Linked DNA regions of Mus musculus: region 1 is linked to region 2. Evidence: chromatin contacts called from public Hi-C data. All regions are on one chromosome and are shown on one strand. The core of a region is the stretch at or near the end of the contact, and the rest is flanking DNA. Distances in the headings are between cores, read along the strand shown.

What was found. A called contact is a pair of places that touch in the nucleus more often than the background predicts.
Region 1: a contact with region 2 is called in a Hi-C map of cortical neurons, with 4 times the contacts expected there. The contact joins two enhancer-like sites. A contact is called at or near these places in 2 of 484 Hi-C or Micro-C datasets (both in cortical neurons) and 1 of 9 other capture datasets (embryonic tail).

The regions. Positions count from the first base shown.
Region 1 is chr12:118,722,173-118,726,438 of GRCm38.p6, forward strand. No RefSeq gene overlaps it. Among named protein-coding and RNA genes, the nearest start is that of Gm31626, 63 kb to the left of the region's middle. Within about 2 kb of position 1,374, at least 1 of the 459 cell types and tissues checked has an H3K27ac peak or open chromatin away from gene starts, as enhancers often do. A contact at or near this core is called in cortical neurons, where this site is marked.
Region 2 is chr12:117,803,444-117,807,718 of GRCm38.p6, forward strand. No RefSeq gene overlaps it. Among named protein-coding and RNA genes, the nearest start is that of Cdca7l, 38 kb to the right of the region's middle. Within about 2 kb of position 2,613, at least 30 of the 459 cell types and tissues checked have an H3K27ac peak or open chromatin away from gene starts, as enhancers often do. A contact at or near this core is called in cortical neurons, where this site is marked.

The sequences.
Region 1 (4,266 bases), core at 124-2,623, 920 kb after region 2:
TGGAAGACTCAGAGAGTAAAGTCACCACAGGAAAGGTGTGACCTTCAGCTACTATCTCCAGCACGACAGGGGTGAGTCTTTGGAAGTTTGGCACCAGCAGGCTCAAGGTAAATTATAGGCTTGGAATAGCAATAAGGAATTTGCCATATCACCAATAAAATGCCAATAAAGTTTATAAAATTGCTTCCAGAGAAGCAAACATTGAGAAGAATTCTCTCTCTCTTTCTCCTTCCTTCCCTCCCTCCCTCCCTCCCTCCCTCCCTCCCTCCCTCCCTCCCTCTCTTTGTGTGTGTGTGAGTGTGTGTGTGTGTGTGTGTGTGTGTGTGTGTGTTGACTCAGGATGTTTAAGGGAGTGATATACAAGAGGATAGGCAGAACCCTCTCATTAATTTTGGTAAATATAATGACCTGTGGGATTTTTTTTTTCTCAGCTGCTGATTGGTACCACCGAAAACAATTATTACTGGTTAATTTCGCTGCTGGCATAGTACATAGTAAATATTTTTGTTCTATCACTCTTTATTAACTGCAGAAAAGACCCTTTCGATTTTATTAATCAAATTTGTCAAAGCCACACACAGCTACTATATAACTCTAAAGCATATGGTGTCTGAACCATCAATGCAATTTCAATGCCCAGTTACTTTGGAGTAGGGTTGACTCCAAAGATAAAAATGTAGTGGAATCCAGAACTCAGACTTGGAGTTAAATGAGAAAGTTACCAAAGAGGAAATTTCAGAGTCTGTATTAGTTTGGGTTGACATCTATACTCAATCTAATAACTATCTAATTCAATGTAAGAATGTGGGTAAAAAATTGAATAGATCATTACAAAGCTACTAAATTAGACTTACTCCACTGTCTGCCCACCCACGCCCAGTAGCCACTTTGAAGGTTACTATTTATTCAAATAAATGTTTTCATTTTTTTTTCCAGACAGGGTTTCTCTGTATAGCCCTGGATATCCTGGAACTCACTTTGTAGACCAGGCTGGCCTCGAACTCAGAAATCCACCTGCCTCTGCCTCCCGAGTACTGGGATTAAAGGCATGTACAACCACACCTGGCTTAATGTTTTCAATTTTTAAAGAATCTCAAGAAAACAATGAGATGAAAGTGTTTTTTTAGTGAACATTTAAAGTATGAAAATAAGATTTATCTGAGTGTCAGCTGTGAAGTTCCTTGGGTTAAATAACATTGAATGGAGTTTTACCCTGCTTTTTATTTATTATGTGGCTATAGGGAAATCACCTCATCTCTATGCCTATATTTTGTCTTTTCTAAAGTGAAGACAGAAATCTTACAGGAATCTGGGCTGAGCGCATGGATAGCCTTGAATTAGAAATGGAACATATCAGATGTTTAAATAGAGAGCATGGGCTGTAGCCATGCTGGCTATTTTAGCTGTGAGTGATGACAGTTGGGAAGCCGACTCTGGTAAGCATCCAAAAGTCAGGTTTGTTGGTTTGTTTCTTTCTGGTTTTCAAATGTTTGCAGTGTATCCAGAGCTAAAAATGGGAAATAGTTACTAGCTTTGAGTGAGATAACCTGGACTGAAACATTTGAACTGTGCTATAAAATTGAAGATACATTTAACATAATCAACAAGAAAAAAAGCTTCCTAGAGGGTACTTTTCACATTACAACTTAATTTTTGGGGGGTGATTATAGTCACCACATAAGACCTTTTCCCATCTATCATCTATCACGTATTGACTATGTGTTCCCATACATCTATCTGCCTTAAAAATGCTATCTATGGCTGTCCTAATTTGTATAAGCAGAGTCTGGTGTTCACACAATGATAAAAATCAACTATCAATGTAATCTCAGAATGTGCCCTATTGTTATCAATGCATGGCTATGCTACAAAACAGTTTTGAAGCTGGGAATATTTGAATTCCAAAGGCTTGGCATGTGCTTGGCAAATGGGGCTTAGAACTTCTCTCAAATCTATAGAATTAAGCTGATTCCAGTTCTTGTGATGTTTCCTGTATTGACAGTTCTGATAGCCTAGGACCTAATACAGAAGGCCTGGGATAGTAATCGTGAAAGGAGCAGGAGCTCAGAACTCATGGTCCAGGCTGCCCAAGTAGGAATTCAGTGCAAATTTAGATCCAGATCAAGCTGGATCAAGTGTCTGTCAGAGATCATGGATCTGGTAATGCCATTGAGAGGAGGAAGGATCTGCTTCTGTGAATGGTGAACTTTTATAAGCACATTTCTTTAAAACCAATCTCTTGTGGTCCCCATAGCCTACAATAGCTTCTCTAGGCAAGATGACTATTGTTTCTCATGACTCACTGGAATGTAGTCAGAGTGGATTCATTTCCCTGAAGGTCTGTGACTACTTGTGAATCCCTGAGACAGTGCTACACAATATCGACACACCAAACATACATTGAGTCCCCGATATGGACATTGCCTGTGGGGGACATATTCACAATCCGTAGTCTCCATCTCTAGTGAGCAAACAGAACAGAGTAAGAGACCAGGACACCCTATTGTAATTGAATATGTAAATAGAAGCATGGAAATTATAGGTGCCTTAAAAAAAATGAAGGTGTCAAGGTTGATGAGTAGATATTTGTGGTGCCTGTGAATCCGTAGTCCAGAGTACAGTGTTTCAATAAACATTGCCCTTTCCTTCAAGCAAGGCTGATAAGGACATCAAAGAGCTGATGCTTGAGACCATACTTATACATTTCCCTAGTTCTGTTTTAGATGGGTGGGGAAAACATTTTTACAATGTAAAAGAACAAAGAAGGAAGGAAAAAAAAATGAAAGAAGGGCAGGGGAAACTCAGCCTCCTCAGGGCCAGCAAACTCAAGTCTAGTTGCTATTGGAGACTATTCAGCATTTAAAGTGGGAGCCTGTCTGGTTTTAGACTCCTTGGTGCTGTGAATAAGAGAATTTCCTCAGTTAGAACTACACATAGCCTTTCACAGCATGCCCTCCATTTCTGGATGTTAGCATGCATTGTAATTCTCCTTCAGGTATGCTTAAGACAAGATGACCTTATACTCTTGAAAGGACAAGATGAAGTCAGAATGGTTAAATTTTCATTCCCATTGAGGCCCCAATTGCACTCTAATGGGACCCAATGATGTCATCTTTATGACCTTAGTGTTCCAGGCTGAACTTGAACACAGCCCAGGCTACCCAGCTCTTGAATATAAGGCAGTTATGGGCAAATGGGGATGTCACCCGCTAGAGGATGCTTCAGACTCTATGTTTCAATTCACAGTAGAGTTCAAACAGGAAGTTACAGTCTGTGCCTGTTTGTACATTAGCGAAAGTTTGTGTTTGTATTAGAAATCTTTGTATACACTGAGCTAATAAACCTGATACCATCACATCTTGTCCTGTGTGGAAGGCTATAGTCACTTTTCTGTTGTGAAAGTTCCACTTACATAATACTCAGTCCTTTCTCTACCTGTCCAGTGCTCTAATACCTAACCATACATCATCGTGTCCACAACTACCCCACAGTGGCTCTCATTGCACCTGGGATCTATTGCTATTTGAAGCACGTGCAACAAAGGCCAAATCTTCCTAAGCTTTGGCTGCTTTGTAGTCGCCACAGAATGGTGACTTTAGGTTTCGAAGAGTCTTTCCAAGGGAGGCCTTGGGACAAAGATTATCAAATGTCACAGACCAAGCCTGTCTAACAGCCACCTTGCCATGGGAGCTACTTTATCTCCTGGCTCCTAAGTTTGGTGGGAATAAAAATATTGCACAGATGGGCTTATAACTGACCGTAGCCTGCCCCATTGTATGCCCAACCATCTCTAATTACAGCAACACATGAAAGGAAGAGATTTGAAAGGGCAGGTGACGGGAGAGGAGAGGAACCTGTTTGACTTAAACAGCACAGGATCCCTCACCATCAGGCCTGATGTACATCAGCCTGACAGCTAATTAGGGTAGACATGAATTTTTCCAATGTAACAGATGTTCGCTAATCAGGCCAGATTTGGAACCCTTGCGCCAGCAACATTTCATGCACAATTTAACTATCTAAAAGGAATAAACTACTTAATGCATTGTGCTGAAGGCACAGCTGTTTCACAATCAGAAAATTTGCTGTCAAAGATGTTCTCTTTAAAACTGACATGTTTTTATATAACTCTGATGGGGTGTTTATAATGTATTAATAGTTGTCAGCAAGAGCTGCTGTCATCATCAAGGAGTAAAATATTTCTGAAGGTATATTAAAATGAACAGACTCCTTTCTCTTCCCCCAAAATCCATTCAGATAATTTAA
Region 2 (4,275 bases), core at 1,363-3,862:
AACCAACAGGCTAAAAAAGGAATAACAGTGTTAGGAGGGGTGATAGATCCAGATTACCATGGGGAAATTGGATTACCTCTTCACAATGGTGGTAAGCAAGATTATGTCTGGAGTGCAGGAGATCCCTTAGGGCGTCTCTTAGTACTACCATGTCCTGTGATTAAAGTCAATGGGAAACTACAACAGCCTAATCCAAGCAGGATGACAAAGGACGCAGACCCATCAGGAATGAAGGTATGGGTCAATCCTCCAGGAAAAGAGCCAAGACCTGCTGAGGTGCTGGCTGAAGGTGAAGGAAATACAGAATGGGTAGTAGAGGAAGGTAGTTATAAATACCAATTAAGGCCACGTAACCAGTTGCAGAAACGAGGATTATAAAGTAATATGAATGCCCATTGTAAATTTACTAATGCGTTTGTGATTGTACGAGGGATAGTTATATCATGTTAGGCGTATTTACAACCTTGTTATTGTTTCATGTGAACATGAGATATTATTTGTGTCAAGTTGACAAGGGGTGGATTGTAGTGGCTATTCCTGGTTGTCAACTTGACAATATTTGGAATGAACTACAATTCGGAATTGGAAGGCTCACCAGTGACCCTTATCTGGAGGCTTGGAGATCCTTATCTGGATCTTGGTTTGAAGATCTTGAGCCATAGTGGCTATGGATTCCAGAAGATTGAATCTCCGAGTTAAGGAACACACCTTTAATCTGGGCTATGCCTTTCATCTGGGATTAAAGGTGTGGTGGAACACACCTTTAATCTGGGCTACACCTTTTGCTGGAGACAATATAAGGACATTGGAAGAAGGGAGTCTAGCTCTTGCTCTTGCTCCTGCTCCTTCGCCTGCTTGCTGCGTGAGACTGAGTAACTGCTAGATCCTTGGACTTCCATTCACAGCTGTGACTGAACGATTGTTGGGAATTGAGCTGCCGACTGTAAGTCATCAATAAATTCCTTTATTATCTAGAGACTATCCATAAGTTCTGTGACTCTAGAGAACCCTGACTAATACATCCACCTATGATCACAGATCTGTAACAGGAACTTGAGTCAAGGCATTCAAGCCATTTCACAAAAAGATTCCAGTCTAAAACACTAAAAAGCAACTTTACAACATTCAGATTTGCCTAACCTGAAGGGGCATTCTCCCTTCTACTTGTGGAGCAGGTTCAGTATCCATTATCTTCATGCTGGTGGAATTTTGGATTTGGGGAACCCTGCTTAAGTACAAGGAGAGATTTTGTGAATGGAGTCTAATATGAAACTCATCTATGTCTTATATACATCTTATATGCACAGCCTAAAGATACTTTTCCTTTTTTTCGATCTCTCATGACGAGATTAATGTAGACCTTTCTACATCTGGTGTCATGTTAGTGATGAAACCATTTCAGATGTGAGAGTAGGGTCAAGTTTGGAGTTCAGGTCAGGGGTGCATATTATGGGTAATTGAGTGTGTCCAGTGTGTCAGGGAACAGAGGGAGGCTGCAGGTGCTAGTTTATTCTCTCTCCCTCTCCCTCTCCCTCTCCCTCTCCCTCTCCCTCTCCCTCTCCCTCTCCCTCTCCCTCTCCCTCTCCCTCTCCCTCTCCCTCTCCCTCTCCCTCCCCCCCCCCTCTCTGTGTGTGTGTGTGTGTGTGTATCTGGGAGGCCAGAATGCAAATCCAGTGCTGGGTTGCAGTGCTGGCCTCCTGGGTACCTTCCGGCCTTGATGCTGCTCAAAATGTGCAGCAAATGCACAGCATACAGGTCCAGTTAAGCCACTACTCAGGCCCTCATCTGGGAACTTTCATCAGCAGCCAACAAGCTCCAGATGAGTACATATGAAGCCAGAACTGGGGTGCCTGGGGAAGGGAAAACTACGCACCGGCTACAGACTCCATTTTTCTCTCTGTTGGCAGAAAGGAGCTGATGTCAGTCACATGGCGCAGCCTGTCCATTAAGAACATAGTTTAGATCCATCAGGCATGATGGGGGAGAAACAGTGAGCAAAGCTCAATGGGAGTCCAGTCCCTAGAAGAAACAGCTTCTCCTTGTGCTGGCATCCGTAGCCCAAGGTCTACTGGTCAGACAGTGGAAGAGAAAAGACAGGGATAGCAAAGAGGTTTGAGTCAGCTCATCTTGTTTTCTTCTTTCTGGGGCTAACTTACTGCGTTTTAAGTTCTAGCACAAGCCCAATCCCTATTAGCTTCTAGTTTGCCCTGTTCTCAGCACAGCGGATGAATCAAAAGGGGATCTGCTGTGAAAATAATGGCTGTGGAGTTGCTGTTGCTGGGATTTGCATCACCAGCTTCCTAGCAATCCATCTGACATCAGTGACGTCTTTGGGACTCCAAATTTAGAACATTTATTTAGGAACTTAACTTCAGTCTCTTAACAGCTCCCTCCTGATGATGCATGCTGGATGTTTTGGTTTGCTAATCCAACAGTCATTTCTGAGATCCATACAAATGAAAAACCATACCAATAAGACACGAAACCCTTAATTACTCTAATGTATGTCCCAAGGCTCTCCCCCCCAGCTCCTCCCTCCCCCCCCAGACATCCTTAACTTCTCTGGGCACCATCCAGGAGACTGAAGCATCCAGCACGTCATCGCTGTTCCCTTCCACAGGCTGCGGGGAAATTTGTTTTACAAGGCTGGTTTTAACGGAGCTACCTGCTGTGCACCACATTGCTACTGTTTGTGAAGTGAATGATGGGAAAGGCAAGTCTGTGATTTCATTTGTTCAGACCGATTACTCACGCGTTGCACACGGTATCATTTGCTTGTCACTTAATGACTGACCAGCCTGCCTGAATCATTAGTGCCTTAGTGTAGTGAAAGGAAGACCTCCGTATAATGAGGAGCTGAAGGAAGTGGAGTGCTGTTTTACCTAAAAGAAATGGTGCGCAGAGATCCAGCACAGCTGCAGGTGTTCCGATGACAATGTGGGAAGCAGTTAGCTTCCAATTTAGCAGAAAATTAAGAGCGAAAAAACTGTTATTTGTGAGAGAAGATACTCATGGCAAGCAATCATCCTCGCTCCGCATCCACAAGACGAGCATTCAGCTGTCTTTGTCGTGACTTAAAACAATTGGTATCTTGGGCTGCATTCAACACCAGATTGGAGCTTATTATCTGCAGTTTATTCTTTCTTGGGATATTTTGTGTTCCCCCTTCCCCCATTTTATGGTTAATTTGCTTGCTTGAATGTAAAGCATTTAAGCTGAAAAATCTGGATCATGGCTGATCATTGTGCCAGGGCTCTGGACTGTATGATACAAGATAATTGGCAATTTTCAAATTCATAATCCATTCTGTTCCCCCTCACCTCCCCCACCCACTTTGTCCCTTCTGGTAGCTTCTCATCTGCCATCTTTGGTGTAATCTCTGAAAGGTCCATGGAGGAGGGATCAGGGCAAATAAATTCCTTTAGTCAAGCCCCCACACTCCTCAGACTCACCTTTGGGAAACGTGAATTGTCCTGCGTGCTCCATCCTGTGGCCCATGTCCCTCCAGGAAAGCACTCACCAGCTGTCACCACACTGAAAAAACTATTTCCCCATAAAAAGGGCTTTATCCCATTTGCAGCCAACATGCTGAGTCATGTTGGTGGGATAATAAAGATTTTCTTTTTTAACTTAATTTAAGGTTTTGGTATGGAGCAGTCAAGAGAGCCCTGATATTCTATAAACCACCAAACAGTTCCCCACTTGCTAAAGTAGCATGCTCTGCCCCCACTGCCCTTGCTTTGGGATGGTCAGCACAGGAGCCAACTGCATCCATGCCCACTGGTGTGGTTTCTTATTTTTAACGAGGTCTAGAGAGTGTGAGCTGTGTGGTTCCTTCCAGTGTCATCAGAGCTCAGTCACTCTTCCTAAGCAGTAGAGCCTCCCTCAGCTTTCTTTGGAAATGAAGTGACGTCTCCTATTTCTCAGGCAAACTCGGGATGGTGGTAATTTTCTGTGTTCAGTTTTCGATGGAGCTCATGTGGGTGATAACCGCCACATGTACGGCCGACTCTGGAGCTGTAAAGTATGCAGCTTTTGCCTCAGCTCAACAGTAGAGGTTGAGTTTCTCTAAGTAAATGGTGTATTTCTTTATTCTTCCAAACAGTTTGATCTCTTAAAATCAGAAGGAGAATGTCTTTGTCACTTTTCTTCTGTCTGATTGCTCATAAGGTATTAACCCCACTGCTCAGCTATTTCTATGAATACACCAGTCAAAACTGCAATACATCCTGTTTCTCTGCTTTGCACACATTTTCCACTTCAACCGTGTGCCAT